Regions from separate parts of the Mus musculus genome. Here region 1 is linked to region 2. The links are chromatin contacts, called in public HiChIP or PLAC-seq maps. All regions are on one chromosome and are shown on one strand. The core of a region is the stretch at or near the end of the contact, and the rest is flanking DNA. Distances in the headings are between cores, read along the strand shown.

What was found. HiChIP or PLAC-seq counts read pairs in DNA pulled down with a chosen protein or histone mark.
Region 1: an H3K4me3 HiChIP or PLAC-seq map of embryonic stem cells shows a contact between it and region 2, with 9 read pairs. The contact joins two enhancer-like sites. A contact is called at or near these places in 1 of 39 promoter capture datasets (hematopoietic stem and progenitor cells), 2 of 115 datasets of contacts at active chromatin or transcription factors (bone marrow-derived macrophages and embryonic stem cells) and 1 of 9 other capture datasets (adipose tissue).

Annotation. Positions count from the first base shown.
Region 1 is chr3:84,960,456-84,964,788 of GRCm38.p6, forward strand. The region is part of intron 6 of Fbxw7 (F-box and WD-40 domain protein 7); the gene reads left to right. Among named protein-coding and RNA genes, the nearest start is that of Gm30944, 60 kb to the right of the region's middle. Within about 2 kb of position 2,691, at least 13 of the 459 cell types and tissues checked have an H3K27ac peak or open chromatin away from gene starts, as enhancers often do. A contact at or near this core is called in embryonic stem cells, where this site is marked.
Region 2 is chr3:84,654,963-84,658,852 of GRCm38.p6, forward strand. No RefSeq gene overlaps it. Among named protein-coding and RNA genes, the nearest start is that of Tmem154, 9.3 kb to the right of the region's middle. Within about 2 kb of position 2,554, at least 80 of the 459 cell types and tissues checked have an H3K27ac peak or open chromatin away from gene starts, as enhancers often do. A contact at or near this core is called in embryonic stem cells, where this site is marked.

The sequences.
Region 1 (4,333 bases), core at 1,441-3,940, 310 kb after region 2:
TAGCAGGCTATTCCAAATAAGGTTTTTTATATATGGTTAGGCCCATTTTTCCTACAGCATTTTAATGTACCAAAATATTTTTTGTAAACCATTTATGATGTTCATTAAGAGAATTCTTTCTAATATTGATCTGCAATAGTGGGGGTATTAATGCTTTCTTCTCATGAGGCTGTTTTAGAGAGCCCTTTATACAGTGGTTATTTAATAAAATTTCCAAATGTTATACTTGTTACAGCTCAGCTTTAGAAATGTTAACTATAAAAGTAAAATCAGAACACCCAACTGTGAGTCTCTAAACCCATTTGGTCCTAGAAAAGTATGTCTTTTATATGAGTAGTTGCAGTGAGAGATCATTCTTTTATTTTATTTATTCACTTTACATCCTGATTGCTGCCCCCCCCCAGTCTCTCCCCACCTCCCTCCCCTTTTCTTCTGAGAAAATGGAGTGCCCCCTCCCCCCCGAAAACCCAGCACATCATGTCTCTGCAGGGCTAGGTGCTTCTTCCCCCACTGAGGCCAGGCAAGACAGCTGAGTTGGGGACATATTCCACAGACAAGCAACAGCTTTAGGGTGTAGTAGGATTGAGGACCCTGAAGGGGATAGGAACTCCACAGGGAGACCAACAGAGTTAACTAACCTGGACTCTCAGAGACTGAACCATTAACTAAAGAGCATACATGGGCTGGACCTACACCCCCCACCACACACATGTAGCAGAAGTCAGCTTGATCTTCATGTGAGTCCTGAATAACTGGAAAGAGCTCATTTTTAGTTCATAGAAACAATGTAGAATTATCTGTGCAAGTAGAAAACGTAATCCTCCTGACCCAAGACATTCTGTAGCAACTAAACGTCAACCTGACAAGGTAGATCCAGCCTTGATCTTCTGAGCTTCAAGTCTGTCTCTGACATAACCCAGGACTCGTTGCCATACACTGCCCTTGTCTTAGCTAGAGTTTTATTGCTGTGAAGAGACATCGTGACCACGATAAAGGAAAACATTTAATTGGGACTGGCTTACAGTTTCAGAGGCTCAGTCCATTGTCATCATGGCAGGAAGCATGACAGCATGCAGGCAGACATGGTGCTGGAGAAGGAGCTGAGAGTTCTACATCTTGATCTGCAGTCAGCAGAAAGAAACTACATGCCACACTGGGCATAGCTTGAATAGATAAAACCTCAAAGCCCAACCCACAGTGACACACTTCCTCCAACAGGCCACACCTCATAATAGTGCCACTCCCTATAGCCAAGCATCCAAACACCTGAGTCTATCAGAGCCATTTCCCACATTGTTCTACTGGCTAACCAGTTTTGTTTCAATTTGACATAAGCTAGTGTCATGGGAGAAAGGAGCCTCAGTTGAGGAAATGCTTCAATGAGATCCAGTTTTAAGGCATTTTCTCTATTAGTGATCACTGGGGAGGACCCAACCTCTTGTGGGTGGTGCCATCTCTGAGGGTCTGTAAGAAAGCAGGCTGAGCAAGCCAGGGGAAGCAAGTCAGTAAGCAGCATTCCTCCATGGCCTCTGTCAGCTCCCACCTTCAGGATTCTGCTCTGTTTAGGTTTCTGTCCTGCCTTCCTTCAATAATGAACAGCAATATGGAGGTATATGCTAAATAAACCCTTCCCTCCCCAACTTGCTCTTTGGTCTTGCTGGTTTGTCACAGCAATAGAAACCTTAGCCAAGACAACCCTGGTTTTGTTGTTGTTGTTGTTGTTTTTGTTTCGTTTTGTTTCGAGGCTGGTGCCAAACTAACTAGAACTGACTCACTTGCCTGGAGGCTTATGATGCGTCAGCGCCAATCTTATAGATAGCCCTAGCTCCCGAACAAAGGAGGGTGGTATGAGCTGACCTATGAGGGGTACACTGGCAATCTTTGTACAAATCTGCGATTGAGGCATTTGAGGGTGACTTCCCTGTTGTGTAACAAGCAAAATGGGAGCTCTTGTCCTCTTCCTGCCCTCCTATTGCTCCTAAGGCAGTGTTACAGCACTTGGTCCAGCCTCCTCTGTCCTAGTAAAGTACTCTCAACTCCATTTGCAAATTGAGTAAGAACAAACGATACACCACTGTAGATAACAGCCTGTTAATGAAAAACAGAAATGTCAACTAAAAACAATGGACTAGAAAAAATACTTCTGTTTTGATATTTATAATGAATAAACTATATTTAAAGATTTACCATGTTCTATGCTAAGTCAAATTACACATGTTTTCTGACTTGTTTTACTTAATTTAAGTCTTGTTAGTAACAGAAGATTAAAAGCTATAAGAGAGGTGACAAAACAAGATCAGTATTTTTGTTTCTTTGAAATTTTGTTACAGCATGGTTAAGGAAGCTTATTAAACCTTGTGTAACGAAGTTGAAGAACTTTGTGTATTTAGTCAGGGAAGACTAGAGGAAAGTTCTGTATTTAATATAGTCTTTACATCAAAATAGAAACAGATTGAGCCTTGGGTTCTTTGGAAAGGAATACCTAGATCACGTTTTCTGAGTTGGATTATGAAGCTGTTTGAACTAAGAAGAATTGCCCACAGGAGAGGGCAAGAACTGTTCAAATAGAGATGGGGAAACTGGGTGTGGTGGCTTAAGCCTGTGATCTCCAGTGCAAGATGGTGTCTCAAAACAGCAGTCAGGTAGACTGACTGCCCTGCTTAGGTTCTAAAGAAGTGAGTTTTCTATCATGGGAGTTCAGGCTCAGTGCTGTCCAAGGTCTTAAAACCTTGTGCCTGATTGGAACAGTAAGCACACTCTATTAGTGTTCCCTCGTGCTAATTCATGAATCACCTGCATTGAGAGAGAGAGAGAGAGAGAGAGAGAGAAATCAGCAGGGCATGTTGATACATGTCTTTAATCCCTGCACTCTAGGGGTTGAGGCAGGCAGATCTCTATGAGTTGGAGGCCAGCCTTGTCTACAAAGTGAGTTCATGACAGCCAGAGAAGCACTTTCTTGGGGGTTGGGGGTGGGGCATCTCCTTCGAGTAAACTGTGGGATCCTGCCAGTTTTGGGGAAATCACTGTGCCAGAAAAAGTCTCTTATTATGGAGGCTTAAGGCTGTAAGTAGAAGAGGGACTTTGCCTGGGAAATAGAATAGGAGAGTAAAGATAGGAAGCTTGAGAGACCATTTGGAGATCTGAATATCATAATCTAGAAGAAGTGCTGGTAGCTTAGCTGGTACAGTAATGACTAAGTCTTAGATATGTTTTGAACTTCTTGAATTTGTCTCTGAGCCTCCTGCATCTGCATTCTGCTTTCAAATGCTTAATTAAAATTGCAGTTTTGTTGAGTTAGCATAGTTGTTCATCTCCCAAAATGGCCTTGGCTATGGTATTGTCTACAGATTTCTTATAATGTAGGATAGGTAAAATAACCAACATACTATTTTTTTAAAAAATTCAAATTCTGTGAGGGACGTGAATCAATAAATTGTAATTTTAAGTTATTTATACTTTATGGTCAGTGATGAATCAAATTTGACCATGTTGTCAGATGGGCAGAATCTGTGGCAATGCCTGAATGCTCTGGGATCAGACAACCAATCCAGTGCTTTGGCTCCTGGGTGGGGCGTTCTTCGTGTTGCATTTCAAAGCTGTGTTGTGTAGAGATTGAGCACAGAGCCCTGAGGACAAGTGAATGCTTTCTACATTGTATGTGCAAGAGAAAGGAGAGCACATGACTTACTGGAGCCCCCCCCCCTCCTTACACTGGCAAAGTAGAGTAGGTCACGGACATAGTTCAGTGCTAACCCGAGTTCCATAGTTGTTCACATCACTGCAGAGTCTAAGGGAATACATACCTCTTGAATTACTCTGAGTGCCGCTTCCTGCAAGCCTTTGTGTTTCTTACATCTTATGGGATCCGAGTGCAAGTTTTAGAGGAAGAGCCATACCTTGCCTGTTACTCTTTACCCATCCATGTCCAAAATGGTGCATTAGCCCCTAGAGGTGTCTTCATCAGAGGCCTGTGTTGATATGTTTTCACGTAACAATTGTGAAGTTACTTAAATGTTTTACATGGTTATTATAAAATTCCAACATCTTAAATTATTCATATGGCCTTAAATTTGTTCCTTTAAACAGCCATGGCTTTTGTGAGCAGTCATGCTCACTGAGGGAAAATATTAAAAACAAACAAATGGGAAGAATTTTTTAAAGGAACCCATACTTTTGAAGTATATGTGTTTTCATTTTTCATAAGTACAGCATTTTTATTCATTTTGGGCTTTGATTATATTCAAATTTTGCAGTATTAACTCAGCTAATATTTTCTATTGCTTGCCATTTTTTAAAGTAAAGCATTTTTAAAGTGTGTAGAAGATACTTGTCA
Region 2 (3,890 bases), core at 1,304-3,803:
CCAGCTTGCCTGACATAGGAGGCTGCCAACAAGATGGAAGGGAAAGGACCAACACCCATGGCTGTCCTCTGACCGCCACACGGGAGCGATAGCACACACACCTGCACGCACAAGCCACTACCAGCCCATACCCACACTACCTATTTTATTATTATATTTTGTGTACTACAGAAGAATTCCGAGGACACCATGTCTTCTCTTTCTCTTTCTCCTTCTTGTGCCCCTCCCCCCCGAGTGTTTCATTTCCCTGTGCAGAGACACATCTATCCCAGTGGCTCCTATCTTGCTAGTTTTCTGTGCATAGGCAAGCATATTTTTTCCATTGCTTTTTTCATGCTAATATCGGTATGCAGAGACAATGCTTTTCCTCTAATGCTTATCCCATCCCCAGGCAGATAGAAGCTGTAGCCCCACAGGTGGGCAAAGAGGAGGTATTCTTAGGGCTTTCTGAGTGTCTGAAACAGTCCCCCACCCACCCCACCCCCGCAGCAAATACTAGAGTGGGCAGGACTCTGCCTGACCTCACACATTGCAGACCAACCACCTTCAGGTCCTAACAGACCCCGGAAGCAGGAAAACCCCCATCCTACTTTTTCAGGATGAGGCAAAGAGTTGTCCTGCAAAGGAGCCTGCGGGGAGAAGACACACGGGCTCATGCAGTGGAGATAAACAGCTCTATTCCCAGGAAAGAAAACATAGGCAGGCAATGCGCTGCGGCTTATTCTCGTGAATGCTTTGCTCGCAAAGACGCAGGGATTAAACTCCTGGCAGGAAGATGGTAAGAAGCTTTGTTTTCAGTTCATTTACAAAGTCAGATGTGCAAACACAAAGGAAGGAACACACACACACACACACACACACACACACATACACACACACACACACAGAGTAGCAGGTAATATAGGCCAGTTTTGGATTCTTTAATCTTTCTTTTCTTTTCTTTTTTTAAAAAGTCTATTTATTGTATTTATATGAGTACATCGTAGCTGTCTTCCTGCACACCAGAAGAGGGCATCAGATCTCATTACAGATGGTTGTGAGTCACCATGTGGTTGCTGGAAATTGAACTCAGGACTCTGGAAGAGCAGTCAGTGCTCTTAACTGCTGAGCCACCTCTGCAGCTTCTCTTTAATCGTTCTTTCTTTCTTTCTTTCTTTCTTTCTTTCTTTCTTTCTTTCTTTCTTTCTCTCTCTCTCTCTCTCTCTCTCTCTCTCTCTCTCTCTCTCTCTCTCTCTTTCTTTCTTTCTTTTTTTTGCAGCACTGAGGGCTTAAACCCAGGGCCCTGTGTTTGGCAAGCCCAGATCTACACCCCCCCCCCCAGCCTCTTTCCTTTGGTTCATCCAGTGTGTGCTAATCGCTGTAGGCTATGCTGCGTGCTCCGAGTAGAAGGAAGTGATCCAATTAATCTAGACAAGGATCCCGCTTCCTTAAGCATGTGGCCGGTCAGAGAGCTTGTCTAGGTCACACAACCGGAACATGAGGAGACAAAGACCCCAGAGTGCAACTTAAATGGTTCACTGTTGCTGTAGTCTCCAGTTATTACCTCGGAGGACCTGTGTCCTCTTGCAACTGCTCAGTGATTCAGGAACCCCAGACTGCCATGAATCAACAGCTGGCTCTGGGTTGAGTAGGGGACTCCTGAAGGAGGGGGATGAAGGTGACATTATTGAGTGTGAACAGCTGTCTTTCCCAGGGTTGCTGCTGCACCAACTCCGTAGTTTGTCCTTGTCAGCATCTGTCTTCAGACCGGCTGCCCTCAGGTGGATACCAGGTTTTTTTGTTTGGTTGGTTTATTTGTTTTTGTTTTTTCAAGACAGGGTTTCTCTGTACAGCCCTGGCTGTCCTGGAACTCACTTTGTAGACCAGGCTGGCCTCAAACTCAGAAATCCGCCTGTCTCTGCCTCCCAAGTGCTGGGATTAAAGGCGTGGGCCACCACCACTCGGCTGGATTCTAGCCTTAGAGTCAGTGTAATGTTCTGGGGCTCGTGGTGGCCCGGAAATACAAGATCACAGGTACTCAGTAGGACAAGCCAGAGTCTGTGAGAATTCTTACAAAGTTTTGTCCACACCTGTCACGCTGTCTCTCCCACTCAGTTCTGTGATGAAAGCAACTCTTAAACGGCTTGGCCCACGGGGAAGACAGGGCCAGTGGAAAAGCTGAGGCTCCTCAAAGGTACTCATAAGTAACAGGCATTTGAAAAGGGAGCTCTGATCCCTGAAAGGGGGAACCAGTTTTCAAAGAAAGAAGACGTAGTGTGAGATACATAAGCCCATGACCTGGCCACTCAGGAGAGTTGGAGCTGAGCTTTGGGTGTGGAAGCATGTTGTCGCCACCATGGCTCGATGTCCCGTGGGGCTCTAATGGAAATGATCACACTGCTGGACTGTTCTTAGTTTCAGCTAAGCCCTGCACCTGTTGCTTCACCTGCTGCCAGGAAAGGGCTCACCTCCCAGCTCTCTGTTTGTTTATTTCCTTCCTCCGGGTTTCTGAACTGTAAGCTTCCCTGACAAGCCCCGCCTATGGCCCAAGGCTACACTGCTTCCTCCTTTCTTTCTCCCTTTTATTTTGGTGTGGGGGTGGAGCCCAGGGATGTGTCACTGAGTATTATCCTACAGCCCCCTGGTAGCCCTGCTTCACCTCGGTGACACTCAGCTGTTTGTCTGCTCTGCTCACTGTCTTCCATTCATAGCCAGCCACAGCTACTGCGTTCTTCTCATTTCCAGAGTTTTGTGATGGTGGGCAGGCTCGAGAACCTGACTCCAGGTCAAGATGGCTCGGCTTGCGAAGGTGCTTGCCGCAAAGCCTGGAGACCTGAATTAGGTTCCTGGGACTCATATGGTAGCACAGAACTGACTCCAAGTTGTCCTCTGAACTCCCATGTGTGCTATGGTATGTGCTCCTACATACACACACACACACGGACACACACACCCCACATAATGTTAGGAAACTGATGAAGAGGAGGAGGAGGTGGAGGAAGAAGAATCCAGTTCACAGGTGTTTGCAGCAAGCCTGGCTAAGCTGAGGCCTTGTCCTCTGAAGACCTGTATCTGGTGGCCGTGCTGAATCAATGTTGAGGATACAGTATCTTAGTCAGCCCTGCTATTTTCTTTCTTCAGGGTTTATATTTATTTATGTGTATGTGTGTATCTTTATGAGACTCTATCACATATGCATGCAGGTACGTGTGAAGGCCAGAAGAGGGCGTTGGATCCCTTGGATCTGGAGTTCCAGGCAGATGTAAGGCATCTAGCATAGGTGCTGGAAAACAAACTTGGGTTTTTCAGAAGAAGAGCTGGTGTTCTTCACGGCTGAGCTGTCGCTCTAGCCCCGGCCCTGCTGTTTCACAGAAAATCTAGTTAGAGGAAGGAAGAATGAGACCATGGGTGTGTGACTCCCAATTCTGTGGACCAACCGTGGGCAACTGTATTCCTCCCTTCCCCTGCAGGAGTTCCCCGAGTTGCTGCAGCTTGACTACTCTGGCAGGGTGGGGCAAGAGTACATAAACATGACACATGTGTGGGGGACCCTGGCCACTTGGTGTGCGTCCAAAGTAGCAAGTGACTCCATGTGGTTCAGGAAGAGGACACACAGATAAGATACAAGGATAAACCAGTTCCATTTTGACTTTTGATGGTCTAAGAGCCAGAGTTTGGAAACTACCTCCCCTGCTGATTCTTTGGAATTCCCAGGCAATCCTAGTGGAAACACTCCTGGAGGGTTGAGTGGACTCCAGAGATGAGTGAGGCTGATTCTGAAACATGGGAAGTCACTGCACAGATTGTATCTGGGAGTGAGCCTGTTCAGGTCACCATGGCATGATGTGCTGGAGGAATGACAGAAAGGTAGAGAGGTCACCATTTCCCCACACTTGAGCTGTGACTGGTGA